Linked DNA regions of Mus musculus: regions 1 and 3 are each linked to region 2. A link is a contact called in public ChIA-PET and Hi-C data. All regions are on one chromosome and are shown on one strand. The core of a region is the stretch at or near the end of the contact, and the rest is flanking DNA. Distances in the headings are between cores, read along the strand shown.

Region 1 (3,093 bases), core at 439-2,938, 480 kb after region 2:
TACAACTGGGGCAGGGTCAGCCTGCGGAGGGACTAAACGGCCACTGAGCAGACTCGGAAGCTTGCTGTTGGCTGGAACACTCTACCTGCCCCGTCATTAGTCAGCTCCAGCTTTTCCAGAAGCTGAAAGCCTTTGATGGAGGATGTACTGGGAGCTGAGGAAGAAGACCTGGAGAAGCCAGATGAGTGGGTGGCCTCACGGCTCTCTTCAATAATTGGGCTGCAAGAAACAAGAGTGAAGCCATCCTCAGGACAGTATACTCCAACTTCTGTCAGAACTTTATATATCCTCTTAATAAAGATCTATTTGCTTTTACATGTGTTTTGCCTGCATGCATGTTAGTACCCCAGTGTAGGGATAGCACCCAGAGCCAGAAGATGATGTCAAATCCCTGGAAATAGAGTTCAGAGGGTTGGGAGGTACCACTGTAGGTGCTAAGAACTGAGCCCGGGACCTCCACCAGAGCAGCCAATGCTTTTAGCCACTAGCTATCTGTTTAGAGTCCAACTTTATACATTTTTAAATTATAAATTTTATACTGAACTCATCTTGTAATAGAATTTATTTTTATTGGTCTCATTTTTTCCCAAATAAGAAACAGATTAAACCTGTTTTAGATTTAGTTACTCTATGTATGTAAGCATTCTGCTCACAACTTTGTGCACCATGCATGTGTCTGTACATGTGGAGGTCAGAAAGGCCAATGGATACCCTAGAACACAGAGTTGAGAGTTATCACGTGGGTGTTGGAAATCAAACCCAGGTCCTCTACAAGAAAGTGCCCTTACCTGCTGAGCCATTTCCTTCGTTACCTGAGTCTCATAACCAGCACAATTTACTTCTTCTAATCCTCAAATCCAAACCAATCAGTAACCTTCACCGACTGTGTCCCCGGGTCAGACTTACTCCCTGATTGAGCATCTGATGGACAGTAAGAGCCGATACCTGGCCACTGCAATTGACAAGCACACAGACCAAGAGAGAAACACTCCAGTCACCTCAGTTTCTTTATGATGAGGGCCTGGTGATGAACAGTGTGATGAGCCTCGGCGGCCTTCCCATCCAGATCCTCTTCCTGCAACAGTCCCTCGGGATCAGCAGCGATGCCCTTCGAGGACAGTATCTCATGGAAAGGAGTAGATGCCAAACGAGCTGCTCTAGCAAAGTCACAAGTGTCCTCAGGGTTGGGACAGAGAGTGACGTTCCTGAAACCAGTGATGATGGCGTCTTCACTCAGAGGCTCAAGTTCTGTGAGTTCATCCTAAAGTAGCCAAACACACTTTAGCTGCAACAGTTCAACAAACGCGGTACAACACACACATATGCACGCACGCACACATTTTTTTTTTAAACTTAAGACATCAGATCATTGACATGAGATTTAGAAATAACAAACCAGGACCTCAAGTTGAAGACAATTTAAAAAGCACAGGACAGAATTGAGGAAAATGATTTTGTTAACAAAGAAAACTATACTTCATCAAAAAATATACTGGAGGGGGTGTGTGGCTCAACACATAGAAAGGCAGCTTACTGTCCTCTTCCAGACAATTTCAAGCCTTCACTGAGGAGCTGAACCCAGAACCTCCCTGAAGGCCCATCCTCCCTGGCTAGGCCGTCCACCGCACACTGGGCGGTATTCTCCAGAACACAACATGTACTGCTTGCTCTCTTCAATCGCTGTGCTCTCCATAGCAACCGGGGAACTGGCGGAATCAGAATAACTTTCCCAAATTATTTAAAACAAAGGGGAACATAATGTGTGGATTCCTTCTCTGGAAATTCAAATCTCATAAAACTGGAGTAGAGCCTGTGTGTCTTCCTTCAGTCATAAAAGTCTCCTAGGCTCTTCTGAGTCATTAGAAATTCTACATTTTTGGATATAAAATAGCATTGCCATTCACATCTGTCTAGCTATAAAATCCTGTGTACTTTATCAGAAAATATTTATCAAGAAGGTAAATAAAAAGAGAACTCTATTAACAAGTCACTGTCTTCAGCGACTTAGCTCTTTTCCTTGGTTGTGGAGGAAGAAATGCAGTTGTTGTAGCTTCTCATACCCCCACCAGCCACCCCCCTTCACCCTCCAGCAATGCCTGGGGCTCGTCTGCACAGACTTTTCCTTCCCAAAGTATCAGTAAAGCACCACCATGCCACACAGTGCCTTGGGTCTTTTTACCGTATTTGAATGCCTATATCCTGTCTTTCTACCCTGGGTGTTACTAAATCTCTACTGGTAAAGAACATGAGGGGCGTGAGCCAGCTCAGTGAGTAAAGCCACTCACAGCTGCCCTCATACACACGCAAGCACACCCCACACATAAACACAAAACATGAAAAATTAAAAAAAAAAAAAAAAGAACAGAAAGAAAAAATGGTCTATATCCATTGCTACCCAGGCATTTTACATGTATGTCGGGAAAAAAATAATTGCAAGTATGAAAAGACTGTCAAATTAGTGACACCCCCCCTCCCCCGCCCTTTAAGACTTTTAGATATGGGAGGCTGGAGAGATGGCTCAGTGGTTAAGGATACTGGCTGCTCTTCTAGAGGTCCTGAGTTCAATTCCCAGCAACCACATGGTGGCTCACAACCATCTGTAATGGGATCAGAGGCCCTCTTCTGGTGTGTCTGAAGACAGCTACAGAGTACTCATATGCATAAAATAAATAAACAATTCTTAAAAAAAAAGACTGAGATATAATTCATCACTTCACAGTGTGGTGTGCACCTCAGGGTTCTAGTGTGTTCACGCCAGTGTGCTCTTTTGGTAGAAAGCAAGCAAGCACAATGCACTCCAGCGCCTTGCGGTCGTCCTCTCCGTAATTCCCAACTGCACTGCTTTATTATGGACACTTCGTGCAAATGGAAAAATATTTCCTGTAAGTTTCTTTCTATCACACCAGACCCACACATTTCACTTTATCTTTCTGAGAGGAGAAAATGATATTACCTGTAGCAGGCAAGGAGAGCACGGGAGTCACTTCCAAAGCAGTACTCTGCAGACACATGACTTCACTTACTGACCGTGAGGGTCGACCATGCTGTAATGCAGGTCAGTCTATCATTCGTTCCTTGGAATCGTCAAGTGAT
Region 2 (2,937 bases), core at 150-2,649:
GGGGAAATACTAAAACCAGGAAGGATAACAAGAGGTTTATAGCATGGTAACAGCAGTCTATTAGTGATTACATAGATACATTCTTTTTTTGTTGTCTTGTTTTTGAAAGATTTTATTTTATGTATATGAGTACACTGCAGTTGTACTGATGGCTGTGAGCCACCATGTGGTTGCTGGGATTTGAACTTGGGACCTTCAAAAGAGCAGTCAGTGCTCTTAACCACTGAGCCCTCTCTCTAGCCCCCAATATATTCACTTTGTATTCACTCACGTATACACTTGTATTTTATACATCTTTGTATTTTATACTTCATTTTATTTTTATTTCTTGGAAGTTCCTTTTAGATTTCTTTTTTGTTCATGAGAATTTTGCCTGCATACATGTGTGCGTACCACAAGCATGCCTGGTATCTGAGGTCAGAAGGCGGCACTGGATCCCCTGGAACTGGAGTTATGGTTGGTTGTAAGCCACCATGTGGGTACAGGAGCTGAACTCAGTTCCTTGGGAAGAGCAGCAAGTGCTCTTAACAGCAGAGCCACCTTCCAGCCCCTGTTCTTCACTTTTCCTTTTCTGAGACAGCTCTTCCATTTGTGGCTCAGGATGGTCTTGAAACTGTCATCCTCCTGCCTCTCCCAAGTGCTACGATTATATAGGTGAGTCATCTAGCCAAGATTCTCTTTAGAAATTTGTTTTATTTCTCGGTCTTTGCTACTCTTTTGCTTACGCAATCTTTGAACTCTGGGGCCTTCTACTTCAGTCTCCAGAGAGACCAGCCACTACCCTCATTTTAAAGTAACCAAGAATCTGTTAGCCCTGGCCCTACTACGTAACAGCTGTGAGCACTTTTCTCTGATCTCAGCTTCCTGCGTCCGGACCACAGAAGTGAACCTGAAAGTTTGTAAATCCCAGCATTGGGAGACTAAGGGTAGCAGTTCGAGCCCTGCCCAGCCTAGGTCGTGACCTCGGGTCTCAAAACAAATGCTTGAAGTACAGGTCGGTTTTCTCCACAACGAATTCAGTGGGTCAGTTAGCGTCGGTCGGTTGGTCGCCCTGCTCCGCCTTTCTCCGGTTTCTCAGCGTAGAGGGGACCCACAAAGCTGGCTACGGGAGCACTGGCCTGAGCCGGCTCAAGAAGCCGAGCGGCCATGGAAGGGGTGCGCCGGCGCCGCACACTCACCTGTCCCGCGGCCACGGGCCGCTCGCTCCTCCGGGCAGCCGGCTCTGCACACACCACACTCCCCCCACTTCACCCGGCTCGAACGCGCTTCGTTGCTCCTCTGTCAGGTTTTCTACGAAAAATTTCAGTCTTCCTGGCCACACCTGTGGGAGCGCCTCGGCTTTGCCCAGGCGCGGATCTGCGCACGGCGCGCGACTTTCGGAAATCCCGCCAAATCCTCACGCTCCTATCGCTGCAACGTCATCACGCCTTTCTCCGACCCGCCTCATACCTACTTCCGCTTCTGCTGCGAACCTGACGGACATGCCGGACGGCTTTGAAGCCGAGTGATTTCGTAGGGTCACTCTTCCCTTCCTTTATGATTGTTCTGATCCGGCCTTTCTGGTTACCCGACTGAGGACTACAAGTCTGCAAAGACGATGTGATCAGCCCAGGACTACATAACCCAGAATGCACTGCTGCGGAAGCACCTCTGCAAAACTTCTTGCACAGCGGATGTGGACTTCGGTCAGAAAGGCTTTGGCCAGTTCTGGCAGAGTGTGGATCTTTGGTAGTTGGGATGGTATGCTTTGGAACCAGGTGTTCTCTTGGTCTCTGTGGGCGGCAGAGATGAAGAAGCTGGAATAAAGATAAAACCTGCGAATGGAGCCAGCGATTAGAAAACCAGTGTGGGAATCAGCGAGGTGGAAAAAAAAAACCTTTTAATTGGGCGGGGGTTGGGACCGGTGGATATAATCTAAATATATACATTCATAAAACTACCAAAAACTAAAGCGAAATAACTCACTCTCTAGTGTTTTTTTTCTTCTCTCGCTTTGTAGTGGTTACTCCAGAAAAGTAGGAGCAAAATTGAATAAAGTAAAGGTTTGTGGAGTTTGCCAGGAACTTCGTATGTTTCTTGTTATACATCTAGGTGTTTTCAGACAAGATCTCATACTCCTTGAACTCTTTTTTTTTTTTTTTTTTTTTTTTTTTTGGTTTCGAGACAGGGTTTCTCTGTGTAGCCTTGGCTGTCTGGACTCACTTTGTAGACCAGGCTGGCCTCGAACTCAGAAATCCGCCTGCCTCTGCCTCCCAAGTGCTGGCGTGTGCCACCACCGCCCGGCTCCTTAACTCTATGCCAAGAATGACAATCCTTCTCCCACCTTTGTTTCCTGTACTGCTGGAACATTACTATGTTCTGTGTTGGGGATTGAATCCTGGATTGTATGCATGCCACACAAGCACTTCAACAACGTAGCTGCATGCTTAGCTGAAAATTACTTATATTTAATGAGTACACTGTAGCTGTCTTCAGACATCCAGAGGGCATCAGATTCCATTTACAGATGGTTGTGATTCCATTTACAGATGGTTGTGAGCCACCATGTGGTTACTGGGAACTGGACTCAGTGCTCCTAACTGCTGAGCCATCTCTTCAGCCCTAGGTAATTTTTTTTTTAAGATTTATTTATTATATGTAAGTACCCTGTAGCTGTCTTCAGACACTCCAGAAGAGGGCATCAGATTTCGTTACGGATGGTTGTGAGCCACCATGTGGTTGCTGGGATTTGAACTCAGGACCTTCGGAAGAGCAGTGGGAACTCTTAACCACTTAAGCCATCTCGCCAGCCCCAGGTAATTATTTTTGAGACAGGTTCTTTGTAACCCAGATTGGACTCAGCTCCCCAACGTCTGGGGTTGCACAAAAAAAAGCCACCATTCTTGATGTATATTTACTTTGTATTTTGAGAGACACCTTAGTTAAGTTTCTCTGGAT
Region 3 (3,376 bases), core at 173-2,672, 370 kb after region 2:
CACCATTCAGTAGCTACCCAGGCTGTGGGGAGATACATAGAGTTCTATGTGATTATAGCGTCTAGTGCATATGTCAACAACTATATACAGGGATCTATAAATTAAACGCATGTCTGGCCACTGCAACTAGGTTGACGTACCTGAGCTCCGCTACTTTTGGTGCTCTCTTCTTTGGGAGAGCCTCGGCTTATTTAAAAAAAAAAAAAAAAAAGAGCCCCTACACAACTCCCTACCTTCCCCTGAGTCTTGGGGAGGGGGCGCCCGAGTCACCCCCTGCGTTTAGGAAACACCAGAGCTAGCAGCGCTGAAGGGCTGGGTGCTAGGCTCTCTCCACCCTCCCCCCCAGTTCCCCTTATGGCTCAGGGCCCTGGCGCAGCACGGTGCTGGGAAGATCAAACCCCGAGTCCCCGGCGAATCGTGGTCCCTTGGCTGAAGATCCGGTTGTGCATTACCGGCTCCCGGGGCAAACTGGCGATCGCTGAGGTGTGTGGGGGCGTACGCTCGCGTAGGGGTCACTCCGGCGGGCTCCGGAGCCGGTCCTGCTGCAAAGTCCTGCTTGGGGGCTTAGGGGACGATGATTCCCGACCGTCCCCAACGCGGAGAGATTCAACGACTCCGGGGCTCTTCGGCCGCTTCCTCTTCGTCCTCGTCCAGCCCCCGCGGCCGTTCGAGCGGCCCAGCCAGGGGGCTGTCTGCAGCGGGCTCCGGGGGCGCCGGCCTCGCCGCCTGCAGCGGGGGTGCGTCGCGTGGCGCCTCGCGGCGGGACGACCCGGTGGTGTTGGGCCCCGCCGCCACCCCCGAAGTCCCAGACGGGCCGGTGGTGTTGGAGCCGCTGGGGGGCGGGCCGACGGCTCCCCCCGAGGTCCCGGCACCCACCGGCTGCCAGATGAGACTGTAGTAGACGGCCAGTACGATGGCGGCCAGCGACACGGAGAGCACGTAGGCGAACACCGTGGCTAGCCGGACCCACTTCTTGTTGGTCTTGGCCGCCATCTTCGCCTTCTTGTCCCCGGTGTAGGTGGCCGGCTTGCCCCGCTCGGCCGGGGCCGCGTCGCGCTCCTTCATGGGGGGGCCCCGGCCTTTGCCCCGGTGCTCCACGGCCCCGGCTGGAGGGGGCCTGGCGGCCTGCGAGGACTGGGCAGGGGGCGTCTCGGCGCCCTGGCTTCCCGGCGGCCCCGCGCTCCGCCGCTGCTCCTCACGCCGCCCGCCCGCAGCCCGCCACCGCGTCGCTGCCGCCGCCGGGGCCTGGGCCCGTCACCGCCGCCAGCGCCGCCGCCGCCGCCGGCCCGCCAGCTGCTTCCCGGCCGCCGCCACAGCCACAGCCGCCCGACTCCGCGTCCCCATCCGCTGCCGCTGCCGCCGCCTGCCCGGCCGCCGGCCGCCTGGTCTCCAGTGGCCGCGCGGACCGCGCGCTCCGGCTCTAGCCCGGCTCCCCCGCGGGGCGCGCCGGTGCAGGGGGCGGGGCCGCGCGCTGCCGGGGGGCTGCCCCTTAAAAGGGCGATGTAGGGGCCCGGAAGTGCCGCGCTGGGAGGCGGCTGCGGCGGGGAATCGTGGGCCCCGTGGGGGACGCCCAGTTAAGAGAGAGTTAAGGGAGGCTGGGCCTTAAAGGGGCGACAGGAGCTTCTTTAAAGGGGGAAAGGCACTTTGCGGGAGGGAGTGCGGAACCGGGAGGTGGCAGGGAGGGGCAGGCTCCGTAGAAAGCTGTCAACTCAGGCGTCTCCTCACATGGCCCAGGCTAGGAGATGGTAGGTGGGAGAACTAACCAGGCCCACCTACACCGGGTCTCCGAAGTGGAGCTAACACTAAGCTTGTGCTCTCGGGTAGCTCTAGAATAGTGAGGGGATAGTGTCCCAGATCCCTTCACCCCAAAGAGCCTGGTTCGGGTCTGGGAACCTGGCGCCCGCACACCGCAGTCAGTCTCGCTTCCTTTTTTCTGTTGGTCTGGACTCCGAGACCACTCGAATCTTGCCTGATTGGGTCCTCTTAGGACCCTTGAGTCAGACTACTGTGAGCCACAGGGACAAGAGCCAAAGGTTGAGTTTGTTTCTTAGGCTGACCTGCCAGCATAATCTCAAATCCCACAACAGGTCTCAGGTCCTACTTTCTGGTCTTCTGACTTTCAGGACTGGTCTCGAATTGTACCCAAGGGGCTGCACTGAACTGGTGGAGGACATCTCCCAGCGTTTTCATTCTTTGATTCTCTTCAACCCCAGGATGTAGAGAACTGTCTTTTCCCATTGAGGCTTGTTCCTTCCAGGCTTCAGCCTTTTTGCTCTTAGGGCCCTTTGGATGCCGGCCACCCCTCTGCACGCAGGGACTCTTAGTACCACCCTTTCTATACTTTCACCCTCTTCCCCTTTGCTTGTTTCATCCCTATTTCCTCTTTGTAATTCACCGCGATTGATTTCTGGGTGCCTCTTGCTTGACTCTCCCTGTGTTCCCAAAACTGTCTTTGTGAGCAGCCTGGATGTCTCAGTGGATTAGAGAACTATGAGTCTGAGTAGGAGAAAGGTCTGTGGTCCTGATGTAGTTGGGGTGGGGCGTGGCCTCTGCGAGGGCCCCACTGACTTCTAACCTCTTGGGCAGGACTCCCTCTGCCCTTTCCACTTCTCCCTTTCCTTTGACTTTGACTTTCCTTATCCAAGCCCTTCCCCAAATTTTCCATCCCATGGAAGCGCTACCAGAATGCAGTGTACTAGTGGGCTTCGAACCACAAGTTTCTAATCTGGTCCTGGTTGGAGGCTCAGGTGGGGCTGTGTCTCTAGCAATGGGCCACCCAATACTATTTCAAGGAGCCTTTTGTTTGTTTGTTTTTTGTTTGTTTGGTTGGTTGGTTTGGTTTTTCGAGACAGGATTTCTCTGTGTAGCCCTGGCTGTCCTGGAACTCACTCTGTAGACCAGGCTGGCCTCGGACTCCGAAATCCACCTGCCTCTGCCTCCCAAGTGTGGGATTAAAGGCATGCGCCACCACTGCCTGGCAAACCGTGCCTTTTTAATTTCTGAGATATTACAAGGACATTGAGAGTTTAGTGTTTATGGGCTTCTGTGGATTGATAGGTGGTGGTGGTGGTGGTGGTGGTGGTGGTGGTGGTGGTGGTGTGTGTGTGTGTGTGTATGAGAGAGAGACACACACAGGGGTGGGGGCGGGACGGGGTACTGTTCTGGAGCAGCCAGAGCAGGTCTTGAAGGTGGCCTGTAGTATTAAAGTCCAAAAATTGCAATCAAATGTCCTTTTCTCCTTTCTCAGTTGTTCTCTGGCCTTCCTGGTGGGGTTGATCGTAGGACCATCCCAAGGTGAATTACAGTTTAAGATCTCACACAAGATCTTAAATCTTTGTTAAAGCCCCCTTGACTCCCTTTCTGGAATGCACTCCAT

Evidence for each region. Hi-C and Micro-C count contacts between places; a contact is called where the count stands out from the background. ChIA-PET counts read pairs in DNA pulled down with a chosen protein or histone mark.
Region 1: a Hi-C map of cortical neurons shows a contact between it and region 2, with 2.6 times the contacts expected there. The contact joins the enhancer-like site here to the promoter of Rad51 in region 2. A contact is called at or near these places in 3 of 39 promoter capture datasets (the C10 cell line, liver and pre-B cells), 1 of 484 Hi-C or Micro-C datasets (cortical neurons) and 3 of 115 datasets of contacts at active chromatin or transcription factors (embryonic stem cells and pro-B cells).
Region 3: a contact with region 2 is called in an RNA polymerase II ChIA-PET map of memory CD8 T cells, with 10 read pairs. The contact joins the promoter of Inafm2 here to the promoter of Rad51 in region 2. A contact is called at or near these places in 2 of 115 datasets of contacts at active chromatin or transcription factors (fetal liver and memory CD8 T cells).

The regions. Positions count from the first base shown.
Region 1 is chr2:118,628,071-118,631,163 of GRCm38.p6, reverse strand. It overlaps Bub1b (BUB1B, mitotic checkpoint serine/threonine kinase), which reads right to left. Exons shown (of 23, transcript NM_009773.3): 15 at 999-1,261; 16 at 86-219. Among named protein-coding and RNA genes, the nearest start is that of Bub1b, 31 kb to the right of the region's middle. Within about 2 kb of position 1,688, at least 7 of the 459 cell types and tissues checked have an H3K27ac peak or open chromatin away from gene starts, as enhancers often do. A contact at or near this core is called in cortical neurons, where this site is marked.
Region 2 is chr2:119,111,276-119,114,212 of GRCm38.p6, reverse strand. It overlaps Rad51 (RAD51 recombinase), which reads right to left and starts at 1,399. Exons shown (of 10, transcript NM_011234.5): 1 at 1,179-1,399.
Region 3 is chr2:118,743,804-118,747,179 of GRCm38.p6, reverse strand. Inafm2 (InaF motif containing 2) reads right to left here and starts at 1,422. Exons shown (of 1, transcript NM_001301269.1): 1 at 1-1,422. The coding sequence starts at 1,065. The coding sequence ends at 607.